Linked DNA regions of Mus musculus: region 1 is linked to region 2. A link is a contact called in public Hi-C data. All regions are on one chromosome and are shown on one strand. The core of a region is the stretch at or near the end of the contact, and the rest is flanking DNA. Distances in the headings are between cores, read along the strand shown.

The links. A called contact is a pair of places that touch in the nucleus more often than the background predicts.
Region 1: a contact with region 2 is called in a Hi-C map of nephron progenitors, with 2.4 times the contacts expected there. A contact is called at or near these places in 3 of 39 promoter capture datasets (the SN4741 cell line and embryonic stem cells), 10 of 484 Hi-C or Micro-C datasets (cortical neurons, embryonic stem cells, muscle stem cells and 3 more), 1 of 130 datasets of targeted methods (stem cell-derived neural progenitor cells) and 1 of 9 other capture datasets (adipose tissue).

The regions. Positions count from the first base shown.
Region 1 is chr19:16,871,500-16,876,763 of GRCm38.p6, forward strand. Foxb2 (forkhead box B2) reads right to left here and starts at 2,331. Exons shown (of 1, transcript NM_008023.2): 1 at 817-2,331. The coding sequence starts at 2,141. The coding sequence ends at 855.
Region 2 is chr19:16,953,254-16,958,348 of GRCm38.p6, forward strand. Prune2 (prune homolog 2) reads left to right here and starts at 2,865. Exons shown (of 20, transcript NM_181348.4): 1 at 2,865-3,039. The coding sequence starts at 3,004.

The DNA.
Region 1 (5,264 bases), core at 1,081-3,580, 82 kb before region 2:
ATTCCGTGATACAAGTGACTTTTTTTTTTTTTAAAAGTCTAAATGGAACTGATCGTGGGAATGAACTCTGTTCTCAGGCTTCGTAACGGTTTCTCATCCGATTGATACACAGAGGAGTCGCAGGTGGAAAGTCGCCTTTATTGTCTCTCTCTGGGGGCTCCCCAAACTTTACTTTTGGAATCTGGAGCTTTGCTCTTTAAGCCTCCGCCTTTCTCTTTTGTGCGAACTAATTACTTTAGCTGTCCCTACTATCCTCCTCGACCCCGGGTCACAGCCACGAAATGTAACCGTTTCTCAAAGAACCCACTAACCCCCTCTGTACCCCCCGCCCCCGCCGTAACAGCGAGTTTATTCCCGGTGTCGTTTTCTTGTCCATTTTCCTGACCACGGAAATAATGAGACAAAACATGCTCCTTCCCTTACCATCGAAGGCAAGTTTTCCTCAAAAGGCAGGCGGCTGCGGACTCCGGGGGACTGAAGCCTGGGCTCTGAAGTCCATTTCTGTCACTCTGTTGGGCTTCTCCCGGATTAGGTCGTCCAGGTCCTGCTCCAGAAAAGAGGTGAACCCTACTTCCTCTTTGCCTAAAATTAGTTTTCACTGACCACGTTTGCTCCTCTCTCCCATAACTTACCGACTTTTATTACAATAGAAACTCTTACCTGAAAATGGGCTTTCATTAATTAATCTGATTTACAAGATAGTATAAACACAGACACCAGGAAGTTACATTTATTCAGACCAGTGCAGCATTTAGCTCAATGCCAAGTTTGCTGACCTTCCTGGAGCACCCTCTCGGTCTGGGACCATTGTCTCAGTCTCTCGACAGGCGCCTTCTCACCGGTCGCGGGGTCCCCTAAGAATGCACCAACACCGAGTGTAGGGAGCTCCCCTTGCTGTCAGCCCTGCCGGCTGCGGTGGGCTCCAAGAGAGGGGCTGTGGGTGAGGCGGCGGCCGCGCACACGGTGGAGGGAGCAGGCAGCTGCTGCGACGCCGTGGGGACAGACAACGCCGGCGGCAGCGTGGTCACGGGTGGTAGCGCAGGCGTGGGCTTGATGGGCACCGGTACAGCTGGCAGGCTCTGGTTTGCCGAGTGGCACAGAGCCTTGACTGGCACCCCGAATGCCCCATACTCCGGGCCTACCGGGACCCCAGCTGCGGCGGCAGCAGCGGCAGCCGCGGCTACCGAATCCATCACGCCAACATGAGGCCACACGGAGCCGACAACATTGCTGAGCTGGCCCGGCACGGGGTAGCCCAAGTGGTGCATGACCGACGCCAAAGGCAACCCTCCAGCCTGCAGCACGCCCTTGTAGTCCCGCCCGATGATGTTCTCTATGGCGAACGGATGTTTGAAGCCTGTGGTGGACGCGGCGGCTGCAGCGGCGGCGGCGGCGGCCGAGCCCAGCCCGTAGGGTGGGAACTGAGACAGACGCCCCACGCTGCCCACCGCTGCGGCCGCCGCCGCTGCTGCGGCCGCCGCCACGGCCGCCGCCTCCTGCATCTTGCCGGGATGGGACGTCTGCGGAGGCTGCGACTGCGGCTGTGGCTGCTGCGCGGGCTGCGACGGGAGGTGTGGAGGCTGCGGAGCCGGAGCCGGCTGCTGGTGGAAATAGGGCACCATGTGCGGCGGCGGCGGCGGGGGCGGCTGCGGCGGGTGGTGATGGTGGTGATGGTGTGCGGCGTGGTGGTGATGGTGGTGGTGGTGGTGTGCGTGGTGGGGATGGTGGGGATGCAGGTGACCTCCTGGCCCCGTGCCGGGCGCGCCCTTGCTGCTTCCTGAGTGTAGGTGAGCGTGGTCTGCGCGTAGCACCTTGAAGCGCTTGCGGCGCCGCAGGAAGCTGCCGTTCTCGAACATGTCACCGCAGTCAGGGTGTAGCGCCCAGAAGCTGCCCTTACCGGGTTGGTCCGGCCTCCGAGGGATCTTGATGAAACAGTCGTTGAAGGAGAGGTTGTGGCGCAGGCTGTTCTGCCAGCGCTGCGTGTGCTCGCGGTAGTAGGGGAAGCGCTCCATGATGAACTTGTAGATGTCGCTCAGAGGCAGCATCTTCTCAGCCGAATGCTGGATGGCCATGGCGGTCAGTGAGATGTAAGAGTAGGGCGGCTTTTGGTCGCTGTAGGAACTCTTCCCTGGCCGTGGCATCTTCCCAGGCTCTTCCACTTCCGTCCGGCCCACAGTGGGCCTTAACGCCTCTCGGAAAGCCGGATACCAGGCTTAAGTGTCCCCACTAATTCTCTCTCCACCTGCGCAGCCTGATCCCCAGCTTTCTTGGTCCCCAGACCCCTTTTGCCTTGGTCCTCCTCCTTCGGGGAGCTGCCCCGGGTCCCCGCAATTGGCTTTTTGAGCCAATACAGTTTTATGGCGCTCACAACTTCTGGTCTTGACTGTCGTGGGCAGGCCCTCACAGTAGCCAGAGAGACTCGCCAGCTTTACCTTGCTTTTCTCCGTCTCGTCCTCCTCTTGGATGACTAGACTTGAGCTCTGGAGCGAAAGGCTGTGGAATGAGTTTCTTTTTGGTCTCTTTTCCCTTTATCGGTACAAAGGCAGCTCAGATCAAACCAACTGGATAATGAAGACTGGCTTTTTAAGCTCGAGTCCACACTAGCTGTCCCGAGGCCACTGGTGACCGATCTTTCGACCCTGGAAGCTGACCTGGTACTGGGTCTGTCCGCGCTGGAGTTCAAATCTTACAAAAAGGGGTAGACAGGGTAAGAAGAGAGAGAGGGAGCGCGCACTTTCCTATCCGCTACTGTACGTACGTACCCTCTTTTTTCAGGAGATCTGCAGGCAAGCTGAAAATGGAAGAGGCACCGAGCTCTAGGTGGTGGTTCCAAGAAAAAAGTTTGGTGCTGTCTACAGCAGCGGCGCCCACCGTCAGGCTCTATGGAGGGGACGGTGTCAGAACTCCCGGAGCTAGCCGCAGGCTGCAGGGGGCGTCTGCGTAGACAGGCTAGGACCCGGCTCGCCCGGTCCGAACAGCCGTCTGAGCTGCAGCTGCAGCCGCTCTGCCCCGCGGGTTTTGAGAAGACGCGCTGCTGTGGCAGCGACGCGCTCTCCTGGCTGCGTTTTGTAATGGTCCCCGAGACGCCGAGACCCCTGCAGCTTGCGCTTCGAGACTATCACATGACCGAGGCTGAGGGACTCCGCCGCCGCCGCCTCCACAGCCTCTTCTTTTGCTGAAGAAGGGGCAAGAAGGCACAATTTCTCGTCTCCGCCCCTTCTCCATTTCCACTGGTCACCCCGACCCTTCGCTTTCACTTCCCGCTTGCCAGCCCAGGCTTCAGCCGTCTGACCACTGAGAAGGGGTCACTGTCTAGTTGTGGGGGTCTGCTGTTCCACAGCAAGGGGGCACGGCACTGCTTTCTCACCCGTCAGGTCTTGCATAGCTCTCTCCCTTTATCATTCAGTCTTTTCACCCACTCTCCCTTAGTTTCCCGGTGGCCTAGCCATTTAGGTCTCCAGTTTGGAGCACCTTTGTCTCCAGCTCCTTTTCTCTTGGAGAAACAGAGACGCCCAGAGGGTTGTAAGTGGAAACCAATAGAAAGAAGAGCTGGGGCCTACAGATCGGCCCATTTTTTGGCAGGTTCAGCGAGGCACGAATTGCTCTTTGCACCCCAGAACCTTGATTTAGGGGGCAGAAAGATAATAGGCAGGGAATTAGGAGGCAAGAAGCTTGGCGGGTGGAGAAACTCCAACACGTCTTCCTGAAAGGGGCGGACAGACGGCGTGAGGTCTCTTTGGGGTGGCGATATTAGAGGCAGGGGAAAGAATGAGGAGTTGGGAGTCGAGGGGCTCCGTTACCTAACTGTGCAGCACTCTCCTCACCAAGGGAGGAATACCATTAAAATCACTCTGGAAGCCTTGGTGTGACCTGTAAGGGAGCAGGGGCTGAGCCAGGGGTAAAGGTCCCCTACCACCCCCCACCCCCACTTGGATGAAGCACTCATCCTGGAAATGGCAATGCGTATTCAAAGAACTTAAAATCTCATTCTGGTTGGCTACGTTTGACCCCAAGCTGGCAGGGAAAGAAGCATTTAGAAACAACCATATTCTCTATTCCCGTCTCGGGATCTCACTTTCAGTATTTTTCCTGTAGTTGGAAAATTTCAGAGTTCTTTCCAGTTCCCTCACTTGAGAGCAGTTAAAGGCAGCAGGTGCCTCAGATTTTAATTTCTTCTCTGCTAAGCATAAGTCCTAAATCTTGGCTCAGTGGCTAGAAAGGCTACGTACGGGTCCAAGGAAATCAGGATTTTGGTAAGTGGTAAAATGGGCGCGGGTGTGTGGGTCCTTACTTGGTTTCTAGGTAGAGACCCTGGAGTGAGGCAAGCAGGAAAGATTCGTTTTCTTTTTCTCCTTTTTAGCCGGCAGGGAACCTTCTGGCTCCTGCTGTTTGGCCAGTTTGTCCTCCTAGGATAGGACCATGGGTGGTAAGGTCAAGTGTGTAAGAGGATAAGAAGGTGTGTGTGTGTGTGTGTGTGTGTGTGTGTGTGTGCGCGCGCGCGCGCGTGCAACTTCTTTGCCTGGCCTAAGAAACAAGAGGATACACCTCACTATCACTTCGTGATAGGAACTTTTCTCCCGCCAAAGAAATTTCTGCGAGATTTTTCAAGACCCGAGAGGAGACCAGCAGCGAACGACCCTGTGAAGTTCCAGAGGAATTCCTAGGACGCCCAGTTACAGTGACAGCCAAATGGGCTGGAGGTGGGACTCCTGTTCAACCCTGCAGGCTGAGGTCTACCCCTCCTGACGCCCCTCCGGGCAGCTACTGCGCGCCTGGCGCTTCGGTAAATGACTTCTTTTGTTGATGCTTTGATGTGGCATCTCTTCCGTGGGATCCGGGACTCGAGGTGCCTCCTTCATGGAGTCAGCTGAGGACATTTTCTTCCCTGGGCTAGTGGCCCCCGCGGGGCGTCCGGGAACCCAAGGAGGGGAAGAATTTTTTCTGGGCGTCTGGGGCAAACCAGCCTGCAATGTAAACCCTAAACCTTACAGCTGAGAGGCCGCTCTCTTTAGAGCCGGGCAACCCGCCGCTGCCACCTAGTCGCCGAGGGACGCGAGATGGGTGGTCTGAGTCTCCAGCCTAAGCAAGCCAACAGCGCTTGGGGGCCAGCTCCACGTAACTTAGATCATCAAGACAGAGCGGGGAAGGCAGAGCGCAGCTCCGGGGCCCCAAGCTGTCGCGTTCAGTGTGGATTTGGCAAGGGAAGAAAATGTTGCCCACTACCAGGCTCCTGCTGGCCCCACGCGTTCAAGAGAGCAGATTCA
Region 2 (5,095 bases), core at 1,615-4,114:
TCAAGGTCTGCCTAGCTACAGAGTGAGTTCAAGGTCAGGCGGGAGAACTTAGTGAGACCCCTGTGTCGATCAAATATTTTGAGAGGATGGAGATGTAGCTTGGCAGCAGAATGCTTGCTTAGCATGCATAGTAACCTGGGCCCAGTCTCAGTATAGAAAAGGGATGGAGAAAGCTGGAGAGTCATCAGAGAAATGAGATGTTGTTGGTTTTAACGATGAAGGGGGCCACACATCAAGGAATACAGAAGCTTCTAATTGCCGGAAAAAGAAAAAAAAAACACAAAAAACAGGAGTTTTTCCTAGAGCCTCCAGGAGAAATACAACCATATTGACAAGTTGCTTTAGCCCAGCAAGACTTGTATTGGATCACCAACCTACAGAACTATAAGATAATGAATTTATATTGTCTTAAGCCACTGAGATTGTGAGAATTTTTTGCCCTGGCCTCAGTAAAATAGTAGAGGTGGTCAAATTTGGAAAGACTTTATGAGCAGGGAAATTGACACTTGAAGGGTCACTGTTAGCAGAAAAAAAAAAGGGCAGAAAGATGTTGACATTTGAAACCATCAGGGAAAGTTTTGCTACTTCTAGGCTGTGTAATATCCTACCCAGAATGTGCTCCAAAAGTCAGAGCCAGATTCCCCATCTGCAATCATAGTACTTGTGAGGCTAAGGAATAAGAATTACCACGAACTCAGGGTCCTTTCTCAAAAGAAAAAGAAAGAGAAAAAGAAAGAGAAAGAGAAAGAGAAAGAGAAAGAGAAAGAGAAAGAGAAAGAAGGAGGAAAAAGAGAGAAAAAGAATAAAGAAAAGGGTCAGAGGCATAAAACAGTACCATGCAACATTCGCTAAATCCTCCAGTGGAGCCAGAGGCTAAAAGAATTCTCTAGCTATTTCTCTATAGTGTTAGTGAAACTGTCTGCACTATTTTATCTGTATGGTTTTAAGTTCTTTAAGTCAGCAGAGAAAGCAGATAGGATCTACCGCTTCCACACGGCTCATCACCTGAACTCACCCTGGAGCTTTAGACTCCCACCGCTTCCCTCTAATTGCATCAGACGACTCCGATGGTTTCTTCTCTTTAGGGTTTTCTGAATGAAAAATGATTTGATTAAGAAATGTATAAGTGCATACAAAGAGTGAGAAAGTAACAGAGACTCAGAGTTAGAAAGAACAACACGTGCACCACCACCCCCCACACGCACAAAACCACTCTTCTCATACACACGTTTATCCATTAGCCTATGTCTAGCTGAGGGTCTATAAACACGTAACACGTGTCGTGTTAGAGACCCAGCTCTGAATGAGGTAGGTGAGGTTTCTGTGGAGCTCACAGCTTGTGAGAGGATATAACCATGCACTCAAGCAATTTATAGCACAGTAGAAAACCCAAGTTGCTAATAGAAAATGCAGAAAGGGCAGTGATTCCACCCATGAATGAATCTGTCAGGGAGCCACGGTGAACAACAAGCTTGACCCCTGGATGCCAAACCTGTGCAAACCTTGGGAGACTGGTAGATCGACACAGCCTCAAGCACACACAGGCAGATTTGAAATTGCAAATGTGGTCCAGAAATCTCTGTTTCATTACCTTGTCAGTGATCCAGACACGTGCTGGAGTTCATTAGAAATCGGAGCTTCATGGCTGCATTTCATGGGCAGCACACCGACACCAGGCTGATCCGGTGGCTTTCACATCGCTTGATGCTGATTTAGTTGGACAGGAACAGGACCCTGAGACAGGCTAGAGAACACCTCTGTGCTGAGGCATGAAGTGTTAAGTCAGGCATTATGGGCTAAGGAGAAGGCAATGGGATTCTTACAGGCAGTGTGCAAACACTCTGTGAATAAAGGAGTCTGAGAACCTAAGTAAGAATAACAAAAGTACACAGACCTCCCTGGTATAGAATACTCTCATAGCTGCAGATGTAGATGCTTGCTGCCGTGCTTCTTAAATGTGAGTGTACATAGACATATCTGAGAATGGTGTAGAAACTGACACATGTTTAGTGGGTGGGGGCCAAGAGTACATTTCTAATCAGCTCAGCGATGCTCACGATGCTGGTCTGTGAAACTACCGTCTTGTGCTGCCCAGCTTTCCCTGAACATACATATCCAGAGTATACAGAGGCTGCCTGAGAACATAGCTATCCATTAGCCGCAGGGCCGACGCAAAGGCATCTAATCTACTTTGTGCTGAGCTGCGGATGTCGGTTGCTAGATGGGTATGCTTGTAGGGTAGGGAGAAAAGTTGCAGCCTACACAACCTCCCAGCCAGCTCTTCTGGTTAATAGCCATCAAGGTCGCATGCTTTTAGCTCAGCAATATTGCCCTCCCTTGGTTGATCCCTCCCTCTCTCCCTCCCAGCTCCAGCCACTCTCCCTGAGTGCATTCTGGGCCAGGGCAACAGACCAGCTCATTAAGTGACCACTGGGGCACTCAGTACAGTGCCAGCCAGCCAGAGAGGCGCTGGCCGAGGACAAGGCCTCCTCCTGGGGCCAGTGCCCCTCTTCCCACCTTTCCTTGCTGGCTGCTGGCTGCCTTGAGGCCTGCAGCAGTGTCACTGCAGCAGACCCTGCCTGGCACTTGGCATGCACTTCTGGGCGCTGTCCATGGTTGCAGCATCTTTCAGCGCACCGCGTCAGGAGGCCACCGCGGGGCTCTGCGATTGGCCAAGGAGCCCCTCGCCACCCCCACCAGCTGCCCCGCGTCAGGGCCCCCGAGGCGCGCGCGTGCCAGCAGGCTGGTGGCGGTCCCTGGGCTCCCGGGCGGCACACCCACTTTCCTTATTAGGACAGAGTCGGAGCTGGAGCTGCCGCGGGGCGTGGGCTGGGCAAGCCGCCCAGAGGAAGCAAGGAGGGCTCAGTCCCGGCCGGCCCGCCTAGGGAGCGGCTGGTCCCTGCGCAAAGCGACCACTTTCTGGAGATCCCGCTCAAGTCCACCGCAGCTCTCCTCTCTCGGCGCTCTCCATCCGGACCCCTGGTCCCAGTTCCTAGCAGAGACATGGAAGAATTTTTGCAACGCGCCAAATCTAAACTGGTAAATTGAAGCTGCAGGGGTGCGTGTGTCTGTGTGTCTGAGTGTGGGTGTGTGCCGCTGGAGTCGGGAGGAGAGGATGCACAGTAGAGGAGGATGAGGAGGGTGAAAACAACTTTGCGGATTACTTATCTGTGTGTGCGAGCTGCACCAGCAAAGAACCTCTGCAACTCTAGTATCAGCGATCTTCCTCCGCAGTCAGGCAAGGTGCAGAGGTGGAGTGGTGAGGCCTGTCTGAACTGATGTGACTGGTCTCCTGAGCCTCAGTCCTGAGAGAGTTGCTCAGACAGTGGGTGAAGGAGGGTGGTGATCCTCCGGGAGGAAAAAAAGTCCAGCTTTCCCCAGATGCAAGACCTGTAGGTGTGAAAAGGAAGAACCTAGCCCTGGGACAGTACTTAGGCTGGGAGTGGCAAAGCCCTTGTGAGGGCCAGGGCTCTGCCTGGATCAGGGTGGCAACTCTCAGAGCCTGCTCAGAGCTGAACTTAGAGGCATTCCAGGGTATTCTCCACACCCTGTGGCAGAGGCTGAAGGTTGAGGGGGCTTCATTTTGAGGTTGATGGGGCTGAGGGAAGAGCCCCGCATGATGGTCTTGTGCATTTTTCTGTCTGAAAATGTAAACAATAAACTGCAATTTCATTGTGTTTCCACATTTGCTACCCATTCCGAACAGGAGAGGCACTTTTCTCTAGCATGGCAATAATAATAATGACCATAAAGGAAATGTTTCAGTCTTGGCACTTAAAAAACAAAAGGTGGGCTTATTTAGAAAGTGTACCTTTTGTGAAGACCAAAAGTACTTTTATGGGTTTGGCATAAAAGAAAATACATAATGTATGATGCCTGTTTCCTTTAAACCTTCACAGAAGAAGCTACTAAAATCTGTTGAGGTGGTGCCTCCAATAAAAGGCAGGATGTCACCGGGGCAAAACAAAGGGCAGGGAGGGCCACCAGAGCATCAAGTGTAGACATCTTTTCTTTCTTTTCCGCTTTCTTTTTAAAAAGAGGCCATTGAGGTTGATTAAAACTGATACTTTGTTTCCTACCTTTAGTCCATCCCGACCTCCAGTCTGGCAACCAGCAGTGTTTGGGAGGATTAGTTTCAGATTTGAGAAAGTGTCTGATCACTTCTGTGGGTTTTGACCCCTTAGAAGTTTCACTAAGATACACTGGAAAAAGAAAAGAAAGCCATTTACTGCAGAAACTCAGTCTCGGCCTTGTGTCTTTACTGAAATAAGCACCCACCGCTCACCTAGGAATAGGAGAAAGATGTTGGAAACGTGAAGTCAACCTTGGAAGCTTGTGGGATGTGCCTGTGTGTCAGCGGATAGTGACTGAGTTTGAACGCAGAGTCTGGGACAGAGGCTATGGTCCATCATATATGTTGTCTTGGTTTCTAACAGTAATGTTCAGACTGTGTGGTCCGCTGTGAGTCTCATTTCTGAACAATTCCTGGAATGGAGATTCGCTTTCAGAATCATCAGCGGAAAGTGATGTCTAATTTATTTACTGAGTCCCTTCATTAGACGACCAATTGCTCTACATCATTAAAAAAAAAAAAAAAAAAGAACTGGAAAACGGAGGTTGTTTGAAATTGTTACCAGCTTCCTGCATTAGCCAGAGGAACAATTATAACTAAATTGGTCTTTTCTTAGAATAGACTTCTGGCTAGAAATTACAATTAACTTTTCTCACTCAGCCTCCACAAATGTGTATGGTCACTTTTGGCCATCACACATTTCTCCTAATAAATGTTTTCAGTAATAAAATTCATGCTTAATATACAATATTCAAGAAGAAGTTGTTCTCAACCGATAAGAGGTAGTGACCCCTTTGGGAGTCGCATATTAGATATCCTGCATATCAGATACCTACATTGCAATTCATACCAGAAGCAAAATTACAATTATGAAGGAGTAACAGAGATCATTTTATGTTTGAGGACCACAACAACATGAGGAGCTGTATTAAAGGGTTGCAGCGTTAGGAGAAGAACCACCGCTTTAGGTGGTGTTTTCCTTGGTGAAATATGTCTGTCAACATGCCTTTTGTTTTTGAGAAG